Linked DNA regions of Mus musculus: region 1 is linked to region 2. A link is a contact called in public promoter capture Hi-C data. All regions are on one chromosome and are shown on one strand. Each heading gives the region's core, a stretch centred on a gene start, on an enhancer-like site or on the middle of the called end of the contact. The rest is flanking DNA. Distances are from core to core; before and after follow the strand shown.

Region 1 (6,980 bases), core at 1,958-4,457, 2.3 Mb before region 2:
CCAAAAAGAAACACAAACCCAGCAGCCAATGAGGACTGTGGAAGTCACCCTAAAGAGTCCAAAGCAGGTGTGCACATTGCAGGAGAAGTGTTGGTGATGCCAGTATGCAGGGCATATGTCACCACATGAAAACTACACCATCACCCTGGTTCCCAGAACAGACTTAAACAGTAAATCTAGTGAAAGCCTTAAAGAATACTTGACAAGTAAGAGAGTGTAAATAAATCAAAGCCTGGGTCCAACTTATTTCTGCATTTGTTCAAGATGTGATGAGATGAAACAATGTATCTTTTTTTTTTTTTTTTTTTTTGGTTTTTCGAGACAGGGTTTCTCTGTATAGCCCTGGCTGTCCTGGAACTCACTTTTTAAACCAGGCTGGCCTGGGACTCAGAAATTCGCCTGACTCTGTTTCCCCAAGTGCTGAGGAAACAATGTATCTTTTAAAGGTACCAATCTTGTTACTGTTTTAATAGTTTTTTTCTGAAGTAAAATCAACTAAAACAACTCTTAAGAACTTTTGGAATACTTAGGTGGAACTTTAACACACATAGTAAATGAAAGGCTACTGTAGACTCCCCATCCCATGTTTGTTTAAATAATTTCTCTAAGAAATGAGAAAGTGTTTCTTTTTATTCAGAGTGTTCAATGATGTACAAAATTTCCCTGAGACCCTTAAAGTAATATTACAGCTGTTTTCAGCACAAAACTAAAATGCACCAAGCAATAAGAATCAAACTTCACTGCAAGAAAGAGTAGGCCTCTATGATAACATAAAAAATAAGCCAACTTAAGCATTCTTATTGATTGGAATGGAAAACACTTTTGTGTAGTTTGAGGGCATATCATGAATCTGAAAAGTTCCCCACAAAGAAGTCATGACACACTGGTCTACTAGTGAAACAAATTACTTATTTTTAATTCTAGATTGCTGGAATAGTTGACCACAGTTTTCTCAACCAACAATAGACATTTATGGGAGGGGGGAAAAAAAGCTCTGTTTCCTCTACCACTTCAGGGCAAGTCAGAGCCAATGAACTGCTCTGTTCAGGGATGAGTAATGTTTTACCCTCTGGTCATGTGAATGAGTCCCTAGTACCCAGCCTTAAGCAAACTTAGCCACAGTTCTCATTTCTGAGAACCAAATCAGAAAGACTTGTAAAGTGAACTCCTAAGGGTTTGGAAACTTGATTTATGCAGTGACATGCCTTTCCCTCTACCCTGTAATCAGATCAACCCATACTGATCTTAAGTTTAAGCCCCAATCTTTCACAAACACTGTTCTGCTTAATAAAATTTTTAAAAATAATATTTATTATGTTGTAATTTATATTGTACTCAAAACACATTATAAAACACACATACAGACATGGAGAAGAATGCAACTCCTCTTCAGTATTTCAACTTTCCATTAAAATGCAAATGTAATGATTTCATTAGCTAGGCTACAATACCCACAGTCTTAAACCAAACCAATATATTTTCTCTGTGAATCCCAACTTCCCGTACATGTAATCTTATCCTTATGATGGTTCTTTGCTGATGAATTCTGAGTATGAATTTTAGCATTATAATCCTAATTAGAGCAAAGTACAGTATGTGACTTGTGATTTTTAAATCTACAGATTTATTCTGCTCCCCAGATAGACAAACACCACAACATTTTGCTAAATTTTAAGCAAACAACTTGGGAAAAACAACAAAACAAACAAACAAACAAACCTAATTCTATTCCAAAAATTGCTCAAAGCAAACAAAATCTATCAATTAAGCCATTAACAAGCAAGTATCATGTCTTTTAACAGGACCTTCTCAAGAGTCTGGCCAGGCCTCACTTGGTTTCGCCAAACGTAGAAAACTCTCCATAGAAGAAACCCTATAAGCTTTCTAACAGTTAGCAAGCAGGTCTAGGGAAGAGAGTCAAGCTCTGAGTGAAGAGTGAGGAGGGGTGTTTGTGAACGACCAAATAAAAGAGTGAGTGCCAGAGTGAAGGAAATTTGGGATGGGACTTGTTAGAGATCTTCTCTGGGATTGGGTTTCATTTCTTCGGGCGCCCCTGACCTTGCCTTCTCCAACTCCAAACGCTTCGCCCGCCCCCTCCCCCGGCCTGCGCCTGCCTTTGTGTGTGCCTGTCACTTAAGGGGAACAGAACGAGCTGATTCGGGGGCAGCACAAAGCCAACACACAGATTTGCACAGATTCTCTTACACACATTTCCCAAACTGGAAGGCACAGCCCACTCTGAGCTTGTGAACCTTGAGAAAAGTGGGTTCTGGTCTTGTTTCAGGGAGCAGAGAAACTATTCTTTCCCCTCTCACTTAGCGCCAATAACAAAACGCGAGGACTCAAGAGAAAAAAAGAAAGAATGGAAAAAAAAAAAAAAGCCCTCCACGTAGTGGATCCTGAATCTACACACTGTGACATCTGTCTAGTGTAGTCCACGAGGGGACAAACGTGTTGGAAGCCAGAGACACAAACCCAGAACAGGACCCAAACAAGCACTACTGGAGATAAAAGAGTCAAACACACCGGGTCAGTGTTCTTTCCGGGGTGTCTGAGGATGAACTAGGGGCTCCCTGGACTTATACTAAGAACAGGGGAGAGGAGGATCAAAAGAGAAAGTGGTGGTCCCCAAAGATGAACTCTTTCAGGAAGGCAGCCCCAAGAAAACACTCACTTTCCTGAGACTAAAAGGCCAGAAGAGCGGCTGGTGGGAGGTACAAAGGTAAGTTTTCTGGGTACAGAGGGGAGACACGCATTAGCAGGAAGAAGGGACCACAGAAGTGCAGGTCGCAGGAGAAGGGGGTGCTGAATTAAAACTATATTTGTCAGCCATGTTGAAGAAGCTCCTGTAATTTGTGAGGCTTCCCTCTTCCCTCTTAGTATTTGTGGGTGACATGACAGTCCCCGCAAGGCCGAGAGAAAGAGAGGGAGATTGGAAAGGGACCATTCCGCAGCCGTCAAGAGCGAGGAAAGAAAGAGAGAGAGAGAGAGACAGGCGCGGACCTCAGCGCTCTGACCTGGTTCTGGTCCCTCAGCCTCGCAGTCCACCGCCGTCGCAGCCGGGTCTCCTTTCTAACAAATCCTACAGGGCAGCCATCTTGCTTCCTTCTGCTCCTCTACGAAAGCAGCCTCGCCTCCGCATCAATATTCATAAGGCAGTTTGACGTCTGTTCTCTAGGCTCGGCGGGGCCGGCTCTCAGGCGGCCGCCGAGGGGGCGGACGTGACTGGCATGCGAGCGGAGCGGGCGCGAGCGCGGGAGCGGGCCGTGCGCTCGCTCCCTCGCGGAGGCGCGGCGGGACCCGGGGCCGTGCGCTCGCTCCCTCGCGGGGACGCGGCGGGACCCGGGGCCGTGTGCTCGCTCCCTCGCGGAGGCGCGGCGGGACCCGGGGCCGTGCGTTCGCTCCCTCGCGGGGACGCGGCGGGACCCGGGGCCGTGCGCTCGCTCCCTCGCGGGGGCGCGGCGAGTCCCGGCTGCGCGCTCACTCCCTCGCGGGGGGCTAGGGGACCTCCTCTGCTCGGCTCCTCCCCGGCCTTTCCTGAGCCCCGGGTGCCGCCGGCCGCACACCCACGCGTGGGCGGCCTCCGCGCCTCTGTCTCCCGCGGGGGCCGCGTAGGCACTTGGAAACTCTGCGCCCTCCTGCGCGCTCCAGGGGCCCCTGGCTCCCCGCGCTCCCGCTGCCAGCACCTCACCAGTCGTCTCCCCACTCGCCCCCACACCCTGCCACCCCCTTCCCTGTCGCCCAGCCAAGCCGCTCCCCATTTCCCCAAAGGCCGTGCCGGGAGAGCTAGAGGGGCCTGGGCGCTAAAGTCTCCACTCTGCAGCAATCCGGCGGCGCCGGGGCTCTCCCCGCCCAGGCCCACCTTCTGTTTACTTTGGCCACGTGGGCCGCGCAGGGGGTGCTGTCTCGCAGAGCCCAGAGGAGCGGTGTCACCGAGCCCCTGCTTGTCACTCGAAAGAATTAAGCCAGCAGTTTCTAATGTTCAAGGCGCCCCCGTAAGTTCCTCTATTTTGCACAAATTTCCACTCCGTACGGTAAAGTAATGAAGAAACCGCCTTGTGGGAAGCTGAATTCCGAACAAGCAGAGAGCGCTCAGTTTTCCCTGAAGTTCAAGGCTTGTGCGCACCAGCTCTTCTGCTGGCACTTCCGTTTTTTAAACTTACATTTTAAATGTTCCTTTTGGTAATTATTAACTTTTGAAGATGAGATCGAGGCAAATTCATAGGAATCATGAGACAGTAGTTTAGGAAATTTGTGCTCACACATCCACCCACCCTCCTCCTGTCTTCAAGTTTTCAGTCACTGAATGTTACGTTTTAATAGGTAATCTGGGAACCTCTTCTGTGGGATCGGTTGCGTTCACAGCAACCTTAAGTCTACTTTAACACTATTATATTGTCTGTAATGCACCCTTTCTTTGTGTGTGTGTGTGGGTGGGTGTTCTTTAGAAATGAGGCCTGGAACCAACTAACTCTCTCTCTAACTCTCTCTCTCTCTCTCTCTCTCTCTCTCTCTCTCTCACACACACACACACACACACACACACACACACCACATAAATTTTGAAAAGAAAGAGCAGACCTGCAATCACAGCATTTAGAAGTCTGAGGCAGTAGGATGTCTGACAGTTTGAATTTAGCTGGGTATTGTAGTTAGATTGTTTCAAGAAGAAAGGAAGGAAAAGAAAGGAGAGAGAGAGAAAAGAAGGAGGAGGAGGAGGAAGAAGAAGGAAGGAAGGAAGGAAGGAAGGAAGGAAGGAAGGAAGGAAGAAGAAGAAGCAAATAGCCATAACATTTTCCCTTAATTTCATGAAATGTAAACACTTCCTCTTTGTAAAATCTCATAGATGTATGTACTCACACAGGAAAGGCCAGGACCTCTATGTGGCACATTGTTACTCTGTGTTACATTGTTGCAGAGAAGATTGCCTAAAGTAAGTTCTAAGGAAACAATGTTTCTTCCATTTAGAAACAGTTACCAAGGTGTGATCTCACAAATCAGTAATCAAAATATTTACCTGGGCTCTACAGCACCTTATTTTTAAATTATTTTTTTTTTCTTTTTGAGGCTGGGTCTCACTGTGTGGCACTGGTTCATCTGAAACTATGTAGACCAGTTGGCTTAGACTCTGTCTTAGTCAGGGTTTCTATTCCTGCACAAACATCATGACCAAGAAGCAAGTTGGGGAGGAAAGGGTTTATTCAACTCACACTTCCACATTGCTGTTCATCACTAAAGGAAGTCAGGACTGAAACTCAAGCAGGCCAGGAAGCAGGAGCTGATGCAGAGGCCATGGAGGGATGTTCTTTACTGGCTTGCTTCCCCTGGCTTGCTCAACCTGCTCTCTTATAGAACCAAGACTACCAGCCCAGAGATGGCACCACCCACAAGGGGACCTCCCTGTTTGATCACTAATTGAGAAAATGCCTTACAGCTGGATCTCATGGAGGCATTTCCTCAACTGAAACTCCTTTCTCTGTGATAACTCCAGCCTGTGTTAAGTTGACACAAAACTAGCCAATACAGACTCAATAGAAATCAGCTTGCCTTGTTCACCTGCTTTGTCTGGCCTTTTAAAAAAATTATGATTATTAATTAATTAGTTTATTTGTATGAGTGTTTTGCTGGTGTGTATATCTGTGTACTGTGTGTTGGCCTGGTGCCCAGGAGGTCAAGGAGTGGGAGTCAGTTACAGATGATTTTGAGCTGCTGTGTGGGTGCTGGGAACTAAGACTAGGTCCTCTGCAAGAACAAGTGCTCTTTCTTAACCTCGGAGCCATCTCTCCAGGCTCGTTTCTATTTGTTTACCAAGCACTGCCAAGAGTCTGTTGAGTTCCTGTGGAAATCCAAAACTGCCAGCTAGTGACCAGAGCTAAAATAGCCATACTATTCCTGTTGAGGACTTCCTCAAAACCAGAGTCATTGTCAGAGTTAAAGTTTAGCAGGGGCAGCCTCTGAAGCCTCACCAGTGTCTACAGTGCCCCTAGAAGCCAGCTTTGGAATCCTCCGAGGATTATCTAGGCAAGCCTGTTGTTTGGTCCTGTGTTCTGTCTGCCTTTTCTGCTCAGAGAAGCTCAAGCCATGGTGACAGGCCTGTGATCCAGGAGCTTGGGACGGAAGGATGACCTGCCCATGGTCATACTCACGTGGCTACACTGGATTCTAGGCCAGTCTGGGATACACGAGACCCTGTCTTAAACAAAATCCCCATTTAGAAACTGAAATTCTCATCATAGTTCAGGAGTCTTGCCCTGGCTATTCGGCATTTAATGTCTGATGCATTGAGAGTCAGAGCACACTCAGGACTAACCCAGGGGTAGGAAGTAATAGGATTCCCATCCTACCACAGCCTGGCCCAGAACGAAGGGCAGCAGATACTATGACCCACATGTGCTGACCTTCATCTTGACTTCTCTTCAAGGCTAAACTCTGGAAGCTTTTGGAAAGCTGGCCAGCAGGTGTTAGAAGGCATGTAAAAGGTGCTTGCCACTGAGTAGAGCAACCGGGCTTTGATTTCCAGAGCCCTCGTGGAGATGGAATGAGAGAACTGATTTACTAAGTTGTCATATGGCCACTACAATTTTGCTGTGATACACACATGCACACACATACACAAATAAGAAATATTATTTTATAAATAAGGTGTGTAGGGATGGGGAGATGGCACATCGGGTAAGAAGAGCACTGACTGCTCTTCCGAAGGTCCTGAGTTCAAATCCCAGCAACCACATGGTGGCTCACAACTACCCATAATGAGATCTGACGCCCTCTTCTGGTGTGTTTGAAGACAGCAACAGTGTACTTATAATACTAAATAAATCATTTGGCTGGAGTGAGTGGGGCACCGACCGGAGCGAGGTTAACCGGAGTGAGCAGAGGTCCTAAATTCAATTCCCAACAACCACATGAAGGCTCACAACTACCTGTACAGCTACAGTGTATTCCTATAGGTAAAATAAATAAATAAATCTTAAATAATA
Region 2 (7,629 bases), core at 4,784-7,283:
TCCCATCAGGAAACCCATGGCTTTTAAACTATGACTACAGTTTTGGTGTGTTTTCTTCAAATGAAATGTTCTTTGGAATTCCATGTCATTAATTACTTTTGGTGGTAATAGAAGTTGGGGAAAAATAAAGGGAACATAAACAAGAATGGGAAATAGGGCCTAAAGTTGAGAAGAATGAATGAATGCTCTATACGTCAAGAACAATTAACTCCAGCGATGGCAGCTCAGTGTGGTTGCTTGCTGGAGTTTGTAAGTTAATTTGGTTCAGGGCAGTGTTCCTCGGGTGTTCACACATTACCAGGTGTGAAAAGTTAGGCTTTAGGTCATTTATTTACAAAAAAGTTTGGCAACACTAGACAATCTTAGAAACTATGCCATTTTCAGAGACTTCTCCCATTTTCAACTCACTGAATAATAGACTCCTGTTTGTAATTGATGCTAATTAATTTCTTCTCCAGACTATTTCCCAGTTGCCTGATTTTGTAGCCAAGTGTGTTTTTGGAATCTTGAGATTTATAAAGAAATGAAACTATCATCAAATTACCTTTGTGATTGTGGGATCTGAGAGCTGAGAACATCTTCAGAATGGAGCCTTGTTTAATTCGGTTTCTGTCTCCTTCCAAAGATTCTCTGTTATTTTTCTTGGCCTGAAGTTTAAGGAGATCAAAAGCAAAAGTTGATGATCAGTGGTGCTAACCTGAAAAGCAGTGTTATGTATTTTTAATCCAAATTTTAATATTATTGCTTCAGAGTTTTTTTAAAAAATATACACACTTAAATAAATAGTTATAAAAGAAAAAAAAAAAACCTAAAATGAATGAGCTCAGACCAAGTCCCAGAGGCCATTTTCGATCCCTGAGCCTAGCTCAGTGCATCCCATGCTTGTCAACATTCTGGAGAACCCTGGGATCTCTAACTATTCAGACAATGTTGCATAATGGTTAACAGGGTGGCATCTAGAGCCACTTACCACCCGCTCTCAGACTAACATTTAAATTCTGTCACTTAGTAATATATTAGTCCAGGCAAATAACTTACTTCTTTAATCCCAGTTTTCACCTTTGGGAGTCCAAAAGAATGAGCAAGATGGGTGGTTTGAATTGTAACAATGTAGTCCACGTGCTGCATTTCAGACCTCAAGTATCTAGTATATGACCTGAACTAATAATAAAAACAAAATTTCCATCCCTCATACCACTTCATACAATGAATAGTAAAAGAGACAAGGCTTGGAAAATGCTGAGCATGGGGTTGTCTCAAATCATGTGCTTTGTGCATAGCTGTTGTCTGTTACAATTTTATTACCCATAACACAGTTGTTACTTGTTGGGGACCGGAACACCTTAGCATCCTTCAGTTTATAGAGGAAGGTATGGTTGTGAAAAGACAACAAGGATTAGTGAAATAAAGAATTCACAGAGAAGTATGTCAACCTGGTGACTTTGGTCCCTGTGACTTTTGTTTTGAGAAAGGCTCTAACACTTTACTTCTCTTCATCAAACTCTGGTACTAAGTTCCTGAAGAGGTCAACCATAGGCATAGACTCTAATGAAAGAAACAGAGCACTTGAACACATATTGGAATTATTCCTTACCTTCCAGAGGACTTCTCAGGCTATATGTAGGCATTGGCTCTGCTCTATTGTTTTTCTAAACTTTACACCATTACTAAAATATGAGTGGCCTTAGGAGTCCATTTTGTGCTTCTAGAAATTGATTAGATCATGGTTTTTAAGCTTAGATCTACTTCTAAAGCCATGAAAAATCTAGATATGGATGTTGTAAGCCAAAGAATCCTGGGCCCTCTTAGTTCAGTTGAACCTTATTAGTTGGAAGAAAAAGAAGAGAACAGCCGTTTTAGTCTCACTGGGAAGAAAAAAAACAAACCACATGGCTCTTTCTGGATGGGAGAGGAAAACATTAGGCCAGGCTTCCGACTGGACAGTAAAGTCAGAAGTCTGATTCTGAGATGAGAGACAGATCATGTGCCCCATAAATTAATCGTGTGTTGTATGGCACACAGACGCTTCTGTTCAAGATTCTGTGGTATCAGTACTACTAGATCACTGGGTTTGTGTATAGAAGCATGGCGGATTATGGTTTCCCTCAAGAGGTGTGCTCAGCATTCAGCACATGCCACTTCTCCATCTATTAATATAAGACACAACCACTGGCTCTGTTCTTGATCTTGGGATGTGCACCATCAAAGTAAATGTGGGCAGTGTCTTCACTGCAGCAGGAAGCATCGAATTCCTATTATTCTAATAGGAACAATGGCTAGCACTTGAGGAGTGCATCTTATGTGCCAGCCATTGTCCTTAATGCTTCCTTCTGTACCATCTTGTTGGTTCTCACAGTCCTCTGGGGAGATGGGTCTTTCAACTTTGCCTCTCAGTTCTTTTCCCTTGTTGATCTGAAGCAAAGGTGATGCCTCAAACAGTTGTGTGTCAAGTTGACACACAAGTCAGTTATGCTGGCTAATTTTATGTCAACTTGACATAGGCTAGAGTCATCTGAGAGGAGGGGACCATATTGAGAAAATGTCTCCACAAGATGGGGTTATAGACAAGCCTGTAACACATTTCTAAATTAATTTTCTTAAGAGATTGATGGGGGAGAGCCCAGACAATTGTGGGTGGTGCTTTCCCTAGGCTGGTGGTCCTGGGTTGAGCAAGCCATTGGGTTCGAGCCCGTAAGCAGAACCCCTCCTTGGCCTCTACATCAGCTCCTGCCTCCAGGTTCCTGACCTGTTCGAGTTCCTTCCTAACTTCCTTCAGTGACAGACTATGAATGCAGAGGCATAAGCCAAATCTGCCCTTTCTCCCCCAGTTTGCTTTTTGACATGGTTTGGGTTACTAAAAGCAGGGAGGTAGCTGTCTGCTTTAACAGATGCCCGAGTTAACGTGGATTTCCACGTGTGCTGCTGCATTCAGTCTATCGTGACTTGAGCTATGCAGCCTCGATCGATCACCCATAAAGGAGTGAGGAAAGGAGAAGCAGTTAGCAACATAATGAGAATCATTTGACCGCACCCTTTCTCTGCCAGGGACCGAGCAACCTAGGTGTACCCAGGGCTACGGTTTGAGAACCAGAATATCTGTGTTGGACAAATGCTGTCCTTGTATGCAGTCATGAGGAGGTTTGAGGGTGAGCTGAAGATGTTTATCCCATGTACCTACAGAGAGAATGAGTAGGAGGTCTTCGGTGAACAGCAAGGCAAAAATGACCCTTTGAACTTAGACAACAGATTAAAAAAAAATCCACGTCTATCTTATAGTGACACAAAGTATGGGGGCTCCTGCTATTGCGACAGGTCAGGGTTGAGAGCAGGAACCCAGAGCAAGTGTCTGGTTTGACACTAGACCTCTCTTCATGGGTTGGAGGTCTTGAGAGATGGATAAAGGGTAGGATGGAGCTGGGAGACGTGCCAGTCCCCATGGTGGAGTCTGCAATCCTCTTTGAAAATGCAAGCTTATCTTTGAAAATTCTTTTTATTTCCTGTTTTTTTCTTTGGTAAAATCAACTTCCAAATTTGGAGCTGTGACGAAAGGATGGACCATCTAGTGATTGCCATATGCAGGGATCCATCCCATAATCAGCTTCCAAACGCTGACACCATTGCATACACTAGCAAGATTTTGCTGTAAGGACCCAGATATAGCTGTCTCTTGTGAGACTATGCCGGGGCCTAGCAAACACAGAAGTGGATGATCACAGTCAGCTATTGGATGGGTCACATGGCCCCCAATGGAGGAGCTAGAGAAATTACCCAAGGAGCTAAAGGGAACTGCAACCCTATAGGTGGAACAACAATATGGACTAACCAGTACCGGGGAGCTCTTGTCTTTAGCTGCATATGTATCAAAAGATGGCCTAGTCGGCCATCACTGCAAAGAGAGGCCCATTGGACTTGCAAACTTTATATGCCCCAGTACAGGGGAACGCCAGGGCCAAAAAGGGGGAGTGGGTGGGTAGGGGATTGGGGGTGGGTGGGTATGGGGGACCTTTAGGATAGCATTGAAAATGTAAACGAGGAAAATACCTAATTAAAAAAAATCAACTTCCAGTTCATCCTCCATGTAAAAACCTAGAAAAAGAGATGAAAATAAAAGAGAAAATAATGAGTCACTTTTTTGTTTTTTTTTTCTTTTTAAAAATTTGATATTTTCTTTATCTACATTTCAAATGTTATCTCCTTTCCTAGTTTCCCCTCTGAAAATCCCGTATCCCCTCCTACCTCCCCCTGCTTCCCAACCCACCCACTCCTGCTTCCTGGCCCTGACATTCCCCTATAATGGAGCATAGAACCTTAACAGGACCAAGGGCCTCTCCTTCCATTGATGACCGACTAGGCCATCCTCTGCTACATATGCAGCTAGAGCCATGGATCTCTCTGCGCAATTTCTTTGATTAGTGGTTTAGTCCCAGGGAGCTCTGGGGGTACTGGTTAGTTCATATTGCTGTTCCTCCTATGGGGCTGCAGACCCCTTCACCTCCTTGGGTACTTTCTCTAAGCTCCTTCATTGGGGACCCTGTGCTCCATTGAATGGATGGCTGTGAGCATCCACTCCTGTATTCGTCAGGCACTGGCAGAGCCTCTCAGGAGACAGCTATATCAGGCTCTTGTCAGCAAGCTCTTGTTGGCATCCACAATAGTGTCTGGTTATGGGATGGATCCCCATAGAAACACAAGTACATTGTTTAAAATTGGGAAAGCTAGATAAGCAGAAAGGAAAAAAAAAACCACTCATAATTTAGGACCTAGATACGAACATTCTCAACATATGGGCGTCTTTGTCTGTAAATTGCACTTTACCTGCCTTGTCGTAGCAATGCTATCTCTACACACGGCTTCATAAGGAGTTTTTCCTAATAGTGTCTAATTCATTAGACATTTTTGTCTTTATAATAATATATTCTAGAGAAGAAGTCTTCATATGCTCTTCAGAAAGACTTGGAAGAATGTATGTGTGTATGTGCACATGCATGCATGTATGTATGTATGTATGTAAGCATATTTGTACGTGGCCACGTATCTGTGTGATCTGATATATGTGTATTTCAGTATGTTTTAGTGCGTGTGTATGTGTGACTGTGAGTGGTGTATGTGTATATCTGCGTGTTCCTATGTGTGTATATATGTGTGTGTGTGAATGTGTGTTTGCGTGTGTTTCTGAATACATGCGCACCATTCAGCCCTAAGTAAGAAGCATAAGAAGGCGTGAGATAAAAATGGAAGCACTGATATCAGAGAATACTTGTCATCCCTAGTTCGGCCTCCTAGAGGATTATTCGTCTGGAGTGTTTCTTGCTCAAACCTTCTCTTTTAATGGTGTTAAGAATGTGTCCAAAAGTCAAGCCAAGAAAGATTGTGTCAACTCTGAAGAGGCACTTACAATGGTAGACTTGGGAGAGGCTGGTAGACAGCGAGCTGGAGACGCGTAAAGGGAGGGACACCAAGGTGTCTGGTCACCGAGTTAGGTAATCCCGTCATCACAGCGGACAGATCTGCCGTTTTCTCGTCCACTCCTGCTTCGAATGTTCCTGTTGTGTCATGCCTGTAAGCCACCAACCAGACTTTGTGACACCTGTCAGTGACCCTTGAAGAGATAAATCGGTGAAACGATCGCTTTTCTTCCAGGTTAGAAGAGACTTCCCGATAGTTACTTTCAAAGCTGCACTTTAAATGGTTGGGATCTAAGCTAGGTGCCCCACACTAATCTACTGTCACGGAGATTTCTGCACCTGTTTTGTTTCAGTTACTCTTGTACCTTTGGTTACATACACAAGCAGCCAAGAGCTCATCACTCCTTTCCACTTTATTTATCCCTGTTTTTATTTTATTCTTATTTTATTTTATTTTATTTGTCACCTGTCTACCAGGAACTGTTATGCGCCAGGCATTGTCAGAGTCCTATTAGTAAATATTACGGTAACATGAGCTCGTGGGATCTAGGTGGCTGCTTTCTCATCAGAGAAGCATTTTCAGTCTTCACATTTTCCTTCTTTAATGTAATCCATTGTCCTGGTCTCACAGAGTACGTTACATTACGTTACGTTACGTTATGTTACGTATGCAACGTGCGCAGCGGCAGTTCAGGTGCACTGACAGGCTGCCTCTGCTGTAGGAGAGAGTCCCGGATCTAAACAGCTGTAGAGAGTCTGTATCCAGATGGTCCACATTCATTGCTGGAAGCACGTGACCACGCCGGGCTCTCCCCAGCTGTGTTAGGAGTCTGAGCCTATGTTTGAGACATTGGGGTCAGTTGTTAGTTTCTGTTGCTTGAATGAAACCTTTGTGGACCCCAGCTTTCCCATTTGAAAGATGGGGATAGAAGGGAGAGATAGAACTGTATTTAAGTGATCTCTGTTCCCCACCTCCCCCGTCCCCACTCACAAGGATCCTAAGTAGTTTAAAGAGCAATTTAACTTTATGACCCTAAAAACTAGTAGGCCCAATAAAATACAGTTCCCTGCAGGATCCTGTGGATTTTCTTTTTATTATTTGAGTTACTCTCCATGTTTAATGAAGAAGACATAACAGTCAATCTCTAATTGCTTAGTAACGGGAAAACATGAGACTTGAATCTTCTCTTCACCTCCTATGAGCTAATCTTGGACAATTTATATTCCCAAGATGTTATTTCTTTGTCAAGGACCAGCCTTGGCATTGGAGTGGGGTTCTGAGAGAAGGGGTGTCTGGGAGTGGCAGAAAGAACGACTCAAAGTCAAATCATGGGTTCAAGCTGCCCACTCAGGTTCTGCTGAGATGGCTTTCCAGTCAGTCAGTCAGTCTGTCTGTCTGTCTGTCTGTCTGTCTGTCTGTCTCATCTAAAAACTGTCTGGTTGAGACAGCTCTCTCTGTAGGTAAAAGTTCTAAATGCTGTCTGGGTTTAGTCAGAGAAGCTGCTATAAAAAATTATTGGATCTTCCGACTAAGTCAGAAATCTTGGTAAGAAAAAATTCTTGAAGAGCTGTTTTGCTCTCCAGAGATTTCTAGAGAGCCCAGCTCTCACTAGAGAGAATTTCTAAACAACTGCTATCGCCTTTTGCTAGCTCATCTCATGCAGACCAAAAGCCCAGTTTTTTAATTTACATATCAATTCAGTTATTTATTCCAGGTTTCCTTTTGATTATATTTTGAATCAACATCCCGTGACCGCAGTCCTTTGATTCTTAAAAGACTGTAAGCATACATGCTGATCTTGAACTCAGGAATCTGCCTGCCTTTGTGTCTTTCTGACAGTCTAGCTCAGAGTGTAGCTGCCTTTGTTCCTTTAGATTCATGAAGCCCCCATAATTCATATTGCACTCTTATGTTTTGCATAGTTGAGAAATTATATATATTTTGAACTCATGTATTTATAGGTCTTTCCCATAGCCTTAAGGGCTGTCCTGAAGGTCCCAGCCTTTACCATTTTGCTGAGACATTAGCCACACCTTCTTCACCTGGACCCATGTTGTCAGATTATCCTGGAGACATTAATGTTAACAAAGAAGACATTCCTAGGAGGAATGTGAAATATGTGCATTATTATACAAACAAGCCTTATGCCCACAGCAGTCATCCATACTCGTGGAGGTTCACAACGGGGCCATGTCCCAGAGGCAAGAATCATATCACCAACTT

What was found. Promoter capture Hi-C pulls out the DNA fragments that hold promoters and counts their contacts.
Region 1: a promoter capture Hi-C map of liver shows a contact between it and region 2, with 7 times the contacts expected there. The contact joins the promoter of Tet2 here to the promoter of 4933401H06Rik in region 2. A contact is called at or near these places in 2 of 39 promoter capture datasets (liver and pre-B cells).

The regions. Positions count from the first base shown.
Region 1 is chr3:133,541,183-133,548,162 of GRCm38.p6, forward strand. Tet2 (tet methylcytosine dioxygenase 2) reads right to left here and starts at 3,208. Exons shown (of 11, transcript NM_001040400.2): 1 at 3,018-3,208.
Region 2 is chr3:135,834,236-135,841,864 of GRCm38.p6, forward strand. It overlaps 4933401H06Rik (RIKEN cDNA 4933401H06 gene), which reads right to left and starts at 6,034. Exons shown (of 5, transcript NR_040540.1): 1 at 5,872-6,034; 2 at 5,396-5,599; 3 at 4,042-4,086; 4 at 545-647. The region is part of intron 2 of Slc39a8 (solute carrier family 39 (metal ion transporter), member 8); the gene reads left to right.